Regions from separate parts of the Bos taurus genome. Here region 2 is linked to region 1. Evidence: chromatin contacts called from public Hi-C data. All regions are on one chromosome and are shown on one strand. The core of a region is the stretch at or near the end of the contact, and the rest is flanking DNA. Distances in the headings are between cores, read along the strand shown. Region 1 holds the start of SPACA3 (sperm acrosome associated 3). Region 2 has its middle 16 kb from the start of TMEM98.

Region 1 (5,182 bases), core at 776-3,275:
CCTAGGCATTTCTGCCTTGAGCTGTCCTCGCTCCCACTTCAGGAAACACTCTTGTGAATTCCCTGGTGGTCCAGTGGTTACGACTCTGTGCTTCCACTACAGGGGGCACGGGTTCAATTCCTGGTCCAGGAACTAAGATCCCACGTGCCACAGGAGGCCCGGCAAAGACAAAACAAAGGAAACCTTGGCAGGCTGCAGGATGCCTGAGCATGCCTGTCCCTACTGCCCCCTGCAGGATGATGGCTCCTATTACATCTTCCCCAGAGCGGCCAACCTCACAGCTAACTGCCTCCTGACTGTCTCCATGTGGGTAACACCGGCACCTCCAGCTGAGCACATCCAAAGTACAGCCCATGGTCCCACTGTTTTAGAGCTCTTTTCTATGTCTTCTCTTCTTGGTTTAAAACATTCTTGGCTTTAAACTCATCATGTTGCATGGTTTAAACCTATGGTTATCCAAACTAGCTATATAAATGTCATTCTTCACTCCTTCTCTCCATCACAACATCTTTCACTCATCCGCAACCCATCAATCCCGAAGTGCTGGTGAGGCCACCTTCCCTCCAAGAGCAACGTCTTTCCCTTAGTTCAGACCACCCTCCTGGTGTGCTGATGGTCTCCTTGCATCTAGTCCTGACTCTTCTCCCAAACTATTCTACACACATTCACCAGACTGAAGGTTTTAAACAAAAAGCCTGGCCAGGGGACATCCTTAGATGGTGTCCTTCATCACTGATCCCAAGTGTGGTCCACAACGACCCTGGTGACCCAGGCTTGCTGACCTCTCCCCACGATACTTTAAGCTCCAGTCATGCCATGTCAGGGCTTCCCAGGTGGCTCAGTGTTAAAGAATCTGCCTGCCAAGCAGGAGATGTGGGTTTGAACCCTGGGTCTGGAAGATCCCCTGGAGAAGGAAATGACAACTCACTCCAATATTCTTGCCTGGGAAATCCCATGGACAGAGGAGCCTGGTGGGCTACAGTCCATGAGCTCGCCAAAGAGTCAGACACGACTTAACGACTAAATGACGGCAATAATGCCATGTCATTTGCTCATGATGAACCTGCCATCTGAATGAGAACCCTTTTCCTTTACTTGCATCACTCTTACTCATTTCAAAGGTCACATCAGAAGTGAGTTCCCCAGTGAGATGTCCCCAGGAAGCGCCCGGCCCCCCTCAAGACCCCCAAAGCGCCGTGTTTCTGCACACTAGACTGTAAAAGACATCAGCCTTCCCCCACTACAAGGTGAGCCTCCAGAGAACAATGGCGTTCTTATTTCTCTTCTTATCCTGAGAGTCAAGCAGAGTTGCCGGCCTGGAGTGGCTGATCAAATGGGCCCTTCTCAAGACTGAAGTATACGGAAGTCATGTGCTCAGCGCATGAGCCCACTCATCAAAGTGTCGGGGGTGAGAGGGAGGCAGACACCCTTCTGAGTTCTTAAAGTGTGACCGACACTGTGCTGGCCCTTTTCTGGCTGTTTTCTGACTTAATCTCATCTAATCCTCACAACAATTTGAGGGGCGGGGAGGATTACTATCCCCAATTATAGATGAAGGAACAAAACCCACTGTTATACAGAGACTGTTTCTGCTTTTTCAGTAGCAAGAGTTATTTCAAAGTAACTTCTTCCTGAGCCTTCCCCAGCAGGTCTAGAGGTGGAAGGAGTCAGGTCTGGTGATTCAAAGACCAGAGACCTGCCAGCGTGGTCTCCCCTCTCTCTCTCTCCCTCTCTCTCTCTCTCAGCTCAGCGCCCCCATCCTCACCAGCCCAGTATCCCCTCACCATCTCTGACCACCACCTTCATTTTCCCAAGCCCCTCTCTGGTCAGACCAGCCCAGGGCCCTGGTTAACAGCTGCAGGAGGAGGGGGAAGGCGGCTCACTGACCGTGTCGTCCTCACCAGAGCTGCGCAGCAGTGACCGTAGCAGTAACAGCGGTGGCCCGACACCCGGCTTCAGCCCAGAACACGCCCCATGATACTGATGGGCCCCCCAGCACCCGGCTGGGAGAGAATGATGGGAAACTGACGCGGGGCCTTCTGGAACTCCCCAGTTCTGTGAGCTCATCTTCTAGAACCATCTTCACCCACTGAGCTTTGATAGCACCCCCACTCAAACCCCTCAGTTTCAGGGCCTGGAGACCTGTTCAGAGTATCTAAGCTCACCTCCTCTTGCCTGCTTCTGCCCCTACACACGACACTTTGAAGGATGGCTCCTCTCCTCCCAACAGGCCCTTCTGGGGGTTACCCAGCAATGCTGATGCTGGCGGGTGCCCACCGTCTCCCCGGGCAGCTGACCTCACCATTCCACTCTTCCGTTCTGCTCCCGTTCTCCTCCACCCCGTTCTCCATCTGTGTGATGATAGTGGACAAGCCCAGGACAAAGGTGATGCTGCCGATGCTAAAGCTTGCGGGGCAGAGAAATGAAATGGAAGGGCATGTGACAACCACATCCACGCCCCACAGGGGCCCCTGCTTCAAAGCCTTAAGGGCATGGACTTGGCAGTCAGGCTGATCTGAGAATGAAGACAGGCGCCAGTGACTACCAGCTGGGTGTCCCAGTAAAAGGGACTTAACCTCTCTGTTTCCTTAATTCTCAAGGGGGAATAGCAAGACAGGAAATACCTTGAAAGGTGCGCGAGACACAGGATCCGTTACTACTAACAGCCAAAAACATGCCAGGCTGCTCCTGTCCGTCCTGTGTGCCTCCCCCCTAGCCACAGATGGACCAGATTAGAATCGAGGGGTTGACCTGTGGTTGCATCAGGATCTCCTTTTTTATTTTCTAATTTTATTGTGGTAGAAACCCTTATCGTGAGATCTACCCTCACCAAAATTTTAAATGTCTAGTACGGTGTTGTTGATCGTAGGCACAGTGTTGTACAGAAGAACTTCAGAACTTCTTCATCTCATTTAACTAAAACTTTATGGCCATAGATCAGTGACTCCCCATGCCCTTCTCTCCCAGCCCCCGGCAACCACAGTTCCACTCTTCGACTCTATGAACTTGACTCTTTTAAACACCTCCTATAAGTGGGGTCATATAGTATTGGTCTTTCTGTGACCAGCTTGTTTCACTGAGCATAATGTCCTGAAGGCTCATCCACGTGGTCATATGCTACAGGATTGCCTTCCTTTTTAAGGCTGAATAGTTATACCCTTGGATGTATATATCACATTTTAAATATCTATTCATGTGATGGACATTTTGCTTGTTTCCACATCATGGCACTTGTGAATAATGCTGCAATGAGCATAGGAGTGCTAACATCTCTTTGAGATCCTGATTTCCATTCTTTTGGATAAATATCCAGAAGTGGCATGGCCGGATCATACAGTAGTTCTATTTTTTAGTGTTTTGAGGACACTGTTTTCCATAGCAGCTTCACCATTTTGCATTCCTACCAACAATACACAAGGGTTCCAATTTCTCCATATGTTTGCCAAAACTTATCTTTCACTTTTTTTTTATAATAATTATCCTGACAGGTGTGATCGTGGTTTTGACTTGCATTTCTCTAATAATTAGAGGTGTGGAACATTTTTTCATATGCCTGTTGACCATCTGCATGTCTTCTTTGAAGAAATACCTCTTCAGCATCAGGATTTCTTCAGAGCTTCCCTGATGATGCCAATATACCACCAAGGCTTGGCCTCTGTCCAGGTGAAAGTTCCCTGGACTTGAGCTAGAAAACCTGAGCTCAGTGTCTTGGTCTGCCCCTGACTGGCTATTTATTCTTGTTGGGTTAACCTCCATTTCCTCACCTATCACATGGAGTCATTCCCCTGCCCCACCCCCTGGAACCATGATACGTAATCTCCCCAAGCATCATTTCTCTCCTCTGTAAAATGAGAATAATCCTCCTTCACTGTCACGATCACCAGTTGGATCAGTACATCTTAGCTATTGCTTTTATTGTCTGGCCCTGGGTGGTGATTCTGTTTGGTTGAGTTTTGGGTTTGTTTTTTTTTTTTACTGTATCAGCCTGCTTTTATTATTTTATCACTTCTTTTTATTGAGTCATCTTTCAGCTTATTATTATATTACTGTATGCTTTGTTATTTCCCACTTGACTTTTATTTTTAAATGGAGAAGAAGAAACAGCAGCTCAAAAAAAAAGGTTATGAGGGCAGACAAGGCCCTTGTTGACATTTGGTGGGTCTTTATTTCTCTGCTGAGCTCAACACAAGTCTTTCCGGTTTCCCCAAAGCAAGCTCAGATTCTTGACCCCATCCCAGCAGAGATTCCCCCACTGGCTGCCTTCAGGTTTAAGTTATCCTAAAGCATCTTTTGGGCTTCCCAGGCGGCTCAATGGTAAAGAAGCCACCTGCCAATGCATTAGATGTAGGTTCCATCCCTGGATTGGGAGGATACCCTGGAAAAGGAAATGGCAACACATGCCAGTACTCTTTCTGGAAAATCCCATGGACAGAGGAGCCTGACGGGCTACGGTCCACAGGATCACAAAAGAATCAGACAGGACTTAGCAAGTAAACAACAACAACAAAAGCACCTCTTACTTTCCTGGTTCTCAGTCCTTTTCATATGCCTGTTTAGCTGCACTAAAAAAAAAAAAAAAAACACACTTGGACCCCACCCTAGGCCAACTACATCCAAATCTCTAGGGGTAAGACCTAGCATTAGTATTTTTTAACCCTTCCAGGAGATTCTGAAGTGCTACCAGTGGTGGGAACCACTTTTCTAGTCAAACTTTAGTTCCCTAAATGTGTGCCGATATTGTGCAACCTTGTCTTGCATGATATTATATATGTTATTCTCTGTATCAAACACACCCATTCTATTCCAGCCAACTTGCTAGCTGCTGGTCCTCCTTAAAGCATCGCTGGAGCTTGACTTCCTCCCCTGGACTCCTTGCTGAGTCAGGAGTCCCCTACATCCTGGCACACCCAGCAATGCTAATGTGCCATCTCAGCATCTATCACACTACATCAGCATCTTCTTTTTATTATATTTATTTAGCTGTGCCAGGTCTTATTTGCGGCATGCAGGATCTTTGATCTTCATTGTGGCATGCAAACTCTCAGTTCCACCATGTGGGATCCAGTTCCCCAACCAGGGAATCAAACCTGGGTCCCCTGCATAGGGAGTACGGAGTCTTAGCCACTGGACCACCAGGGAAGTCCCTACAGCAGTATCTTCTTTCTCCATCCCTCCCAGCAAA
Region 2 (5,182 bases), core at 1,785-4,284, 37 kb after region 1:
ATGCTATGTTCCTTCATATTTAACTTAGGATATGGAGCTCTTCCCCACACTGACCACCTCCTGCTAGTCCTTTAAGACTCTCTCTGCCTTTCCTCATCACCCTCATCCATCTCTTTGATCCCTTATGGTTCCCACCTTTAACTTTGAGCTGGGTTTGGGGTGAATAAAGGAAGGGTTGATTTCTTCCAGTCTGCTTGGTTGGTTGGTTGGTTGGTTTGTTGGTTTTACCAGTACATCTAACTTGTGAATATTATTAATAATCATTCACCCATGGCACATCACTGCTCCAAACATTTCAATGATATTTATTTGATCTTTGGATGAGAGAGGATTTTCTAAGCATAAAAGCAATGAAAGAGAAATCACTAAGGGAAAGAAAATCAATACATTTGACTATACCAAATTTAAAACGGCTGGATGTCAGAAACCATTCTAAACAAAACTAAAAGGCAAATGACAAGGCTGGGGAAAGTCTACGCAATAAATATGACAAAGGGTTGTTATCCTTAATATATAAAGAGCTCATACAGATCGATAAGAAAAATAATAAAATCCCAGAAGACAAATGGGCAAAGGACGTGAATAAGTACAAAGAGCTAATAAACACATGAAAAATTTTTTGTTCCACCAGCACTCAGCGAAACACAAATTAACATAACGCTAAACGATAGTGCATTTATCAAATTCGAGTAACATTGAAGGCAGATAAGGGCACAGAGATCATTTGACTGTTCTTCAAGAAAAAACTAAGCACTTTTTAAACTTTCAATAGCTCCCTACCACCTAAAAGAAAACCCCAGGCTCTGGTCCATGCCTCTTCTCCCATCTGATCTCCCATCATGCCCCCCACCCCCTTCTTATCCCCCATCCTACCCCCACCCTCCTTCAGGACAATTAAAACAGTAATTCCCCGAGCCCAGCATGGGATGTCGGCTGCACAGACTGCCCTTCCCCAGGCCTCTGTTCTCCTCCACCACCACCGCCTCCTAGATCTCATGCAATCTTCTTTTCCCGGCTAACACTTGTCCTCCTTAACAATGCTTCTGAGACAGCATCATCTTTGGGAAACTCTTAGAAACTCTCTCGCGAGATGAGGTTGCTGCCCCTGCTCTGTGCTACCACTAACACACACAGTCCCTTATCCAGCAATTAACCGAATTATTAACAGATTGAAAATCACTCTTTATGGGTTTCTTTCCACCTTAGATCATATGCATCTCAAGAGAGGCATTATATTTTTATTCATTCCTGCATCCCAGGGTTTAATCCAGTGTAGAGAGTCCACAGATGACTTTTGAACTAATTAATCACGTAATAAATTAATTATTCCATTTTGCACCATAAATTTTTTTGCTGTTATTCTGGTAAATGCATGCTTTACTTAAAAAGGGTAAAATTAAGTCATCTTGAGTGGAGAGAGACTATCTCACCCATGCCCCAGCTCTCATTTTAGTGCCCATGTTCTATCATCCTGGGGGTTGTAACCAATTAGTAGGCCATGAAATTAATGTATGGGTCGTGACCACCATTTTTAATGAAAAATACTAGAAGAAAATAGAATAACTCTGGTATCTGCTGTTTCCTTCTTGTTATGGATTTCCCCACCCACTGAACGCAGGCAGGCAGGAGTAGGTAGAGAACACAGTAGGTAGAGAACACAGGAGACTTCCCTGGGGGTCCAGGGGCTAAGACTGCCAGCTCCCAACGCAGGGGAGCCAGGTTCAATCTCTGGTCAGGGAACTAGACCCGGTGCAGCCAAATAAATAATAAATAAATAAATAAATAAATTTTTTTTAAAGAACACAAAGTGGAGAGTTGGAGTTCCCGCTCTCATTCTTTCCTGGGAGGGAGGGGTGGCCGTGCCACAAGGCTCGCAGGATCTCGGTTACCCGACCAGGGATTAAACCCAGGCCACAGCAGTGAAAGTGCTAAGTGCCAACCACTAGATCACCAGGGAATGCCCCCTTCTCTCATCCTTCTCTCTCTAGGCTTTGATTTGCTGATCCGTAAAATGGGGATGATAAAACAGACGTAGAATTAAACAGTAAGAACCAAGGGATGTTGCAAATTCTCAAAACTGCCCATTAGCATTTCTGATACAAAGACACGGTAGCTACCTACCAGGATCAGACCCAGCGGGATTAGGTCATTACCCCGGCACTTCCTGTTCCAGCCCCAGCCCCTCTCTTCCTCTATCCCTACGCATTTGCCCACCCTGCCTTTATACTGTGATTGAGTCATGAGCCTCTGAGACTCAGGGGGCAGGAAACATGTAACAGTGACATCAGGACATTTCTGGGTCTTGGAGTCTAACATCCTAGGGTATGAAATAAATGACTCTTTGTAAATTGCGAATCTGACCAAGTCACCTCCCAGGGAAAGCTTTTCTAGGTCCCCATTATGCTCAGGATGAAGCTTCGACTCCCTAATATAACCTATAAAGTCCTCCATGATCTGCCAACATGTCCAACCCCCAGTTTCCCGACTAGGGATAGAACCCTAGTCCCTTGCATGGGAAGGTGAAGTCTCAACCACTGGACTGTCAGGGAAGTCCCTGTCTCTGCTTTTTAAGACCAGGGATTGTGACTTTGGTTTCATATTCCCAGCACCTAGCACTACGCTTCCTCCAGAGTAAGTAAACAGTACTTGTGGGTGGGAGGGAGAAGAGGAGGGAGGGGGGAAATGAGAAGGGAGGGAGAGGAGGACAGAGGGAGTGAAGGAGGAAATAGATGGAAATTCTTCACTTGACACCTTTCCAAAGTGTCCAAGGTCGTAACGCAACTCAGGGGCTTTGAACTGTAAGTCATTTTGTTAAGGTCAGGCTTGTGTGGCCACGCAGAGTGGAAAGGGTCTCTGAAGAGAAGGAACTCCTGGAATGAGGCGGTCAGGGTAAGCACCAGGGCAAGTTGGATGCCAAGAACACGTGTTCTGTCTGGGAGATTTCACAAGCTGGAGGAGGCTCCAGGCTGCGCTCTGAAGGAATGTGGGTTTGGGCAGTCAACCCTGGGAACACTGCTAAGAGGCCAGGAGCGTGGACTGCCTTCCTGTTGTGAACACAGCTGGGGTGGGGCAGGCACAAGGCTGGGCCACTCTCCCTACTGCAGTGGATTCCGGACTTTTGGCTACTCGGCTCCCGAGCTCCTGCTTAGACAGAGCTATGGTAACTGGGGTGACACCATCTTGATCAGCTGCTCCAGGGCACAAGGAGCTCTGGGGAGAGAAGGGTTAACATTGGCTAATGAGTACCAGGCACACAGTTGGGCATTTTGCATATACTGCTTCATTTAACTGGCATACCAACCCTGAGGGATTTTCCAGGCAAGAATACTGGAGTGGGTTGCCGTTTCCTGCCCCAGGGGATCTTCCTGACCCAGGGAAGCATCTGGACCCACATCTTCTGTCTCTTGCAATACCAGGTAGATTCTTCACCACTAAGCCACCTGAGAGGCTCAGTGAGGCAGCAACCTTGGTTTTTTACAGATGACAGAGCTTAGGACCAGAGAGATTAAGAAACTTGTCCAAGCTCACACAATGACTGAACCCAAGTTTGAATCTAATTCTGTCTGACTTCAAAGCGCTTGCTCATCTCATACTCAATTCCGATCCCTAGTTTCTTCTTCGTTCAGAATCTGAGTCTGCTGTTCCTGCTCCAGGGTAGGAGGTGGGGGTAGGGGTCATGGGAGAAAAGATCTATGACGATACACGAAGACACCAGTGAACTAGGGACTTGGGCTGTGTCCGTCCTCTGGATTTGAGACCTGGCTGGATCCCCAGCTCCCCGACCAGCTCCTCCCAAGAAAAGAGGCAAGTTCCGCCAACTCCCAAAGGGCTAGAAGAGACCCACCCCAAAGACGGTGCTTCCACCTCATCCACCAGGCGCCAACAGCAACCAGATCCAGAGACGTATTTGTCCTGAGCTAGAGACAAAAGGAAGACTATACAGGAGCAGAATCGCAGATCCTGCAGCCTGGCAGACGCTTTTAAGGTCTTCAGGAACCTCACTACTAAAGGATCAGGATCTCAGGGCTTGGGGGAGCAGGTGGTCCAGGACTTGCCAGGGCTCAGAGAAGAGATGGGAATGAGAAGAGACGGGAAGAGATGCTGGGAAACTTCTCCACTTCTAACCCCACACCTGTGGATGGTGTCTGAGAGGTTAAGGGCTCTCTTTGGCTAAGGGCTCTGGTCTGGGTTGAAATGCAGGGACAGTGACAGCTGTGGCGGTCACTGCAACCTTAGCGTGGTGGTTCCCAATCTGGTTACAAAAGCAGGTATTGAAAGGGAGGGAAAAGGACAAAAACAGGACTCTGGATACCTATGATGGAGCCCACAGATAGAAAAGTCAAAGTGGGGAGAGGTTTAGACTCCAGGTTTCCAATGCAGAGGGTGCGAATTTCATCCCTGGTCAGGAAGCTAAGATCCCACATGCCCCACGGCCGGCCAAGAAAACGGAACATAAACAACAGAAGCAATATTGTAACAAATTCAATAAAGACTTTAAAAATGGTCCATATATAAAGAAATCTTAAAAATATAAGAAAGAAAAGTCAAAGTAATTCTGAATATTTCCCATTCACAGCTCACCAGCAAGACAGGAAAGTTACCCAGCATGTGGTCAGCGTTGATAGGAGCAGACAATCCAATAAGGTGCCCCCCGTCATCAGGAATCCTTCCACCCTTCTATGAGAGTTGATCCCCAGCTTCCCTGTTGAGAATCCATCTTCTCAAGTGGGGAACTGGCATGTACTGTGCTAGTGAGAAGCCTCTTGCTTTTTAGGAGAAATTGTATGGATGACACATCTCAGTGATGAGCAAGGTCCCGATCTTGGGCTTGGGACCATGATGGGTTCTTGGTTCTCTAAAATCAGGATGAGGGATTTGCTGACTTGAATTAGGGCACGGAAAATGAAATGGGAACAGACATGGAGTTCCAAACATGCTTAACAGCACAGGATATGAACCAAGGCAGCTCCTGAGCCAGTGCCCACTCCAAAGAGCGAGGTTGACTCTGAGATCCCGGGAGGAAGCAAAGTATTCCAGGTGTTCCTATATGCTTGTGATGGAAATGATGGAATTTGGATGCATGTCTGGTGGCTCAGATGGTATAGAATCTGGCTGCAAAGCAGGAGACCCAGGTTTGATCCCTAGGTTGGGAAGATCCCTAAGTTGAGAAGGTAACGGCTAC

Evidence for each region. A called contact is a pair of places that touch in the nucleus more often than the background predicts.
Region 2: a Hi-C map of liver shows a contact between it and region 1, with 1.8 times the contacts expected there. The contact joins the enhancer-like site here to the promoter of SPACA3 in region 1. A contact is called at or near these places in 2 of 11 Hi-C or Micro-C datasets (liver and skeletal muscle).

The regions. Positions count from the first base shown.
Region 1 is chr19:17,245,920-17,251,101 of ARS-UCD2.0, forward strand. It overlaps SPACA3 (sperm acrosome associated 3), which reads right to left and starts at 2,026. Exons shown (of 5, transcript NM_001105007.1): 1 at 1,888-2,026.
Region 2 is chr19:17,282,222-17,287,403 of ARS-UCD2.0, forward strand. No RefSeq gene overlaps it. Among named protein-coding and RNA genes, the nearest start is that of TMEM98, 16 kb to the right of the region's middle. Within about 2 kb of position 3,035, at least 37 of the 102 cell types and tissues checked have an H3K27ac peak or open chromatin away from gene starts, as enhancers often do. A contact at or near this core is called in liver, where this site is marked.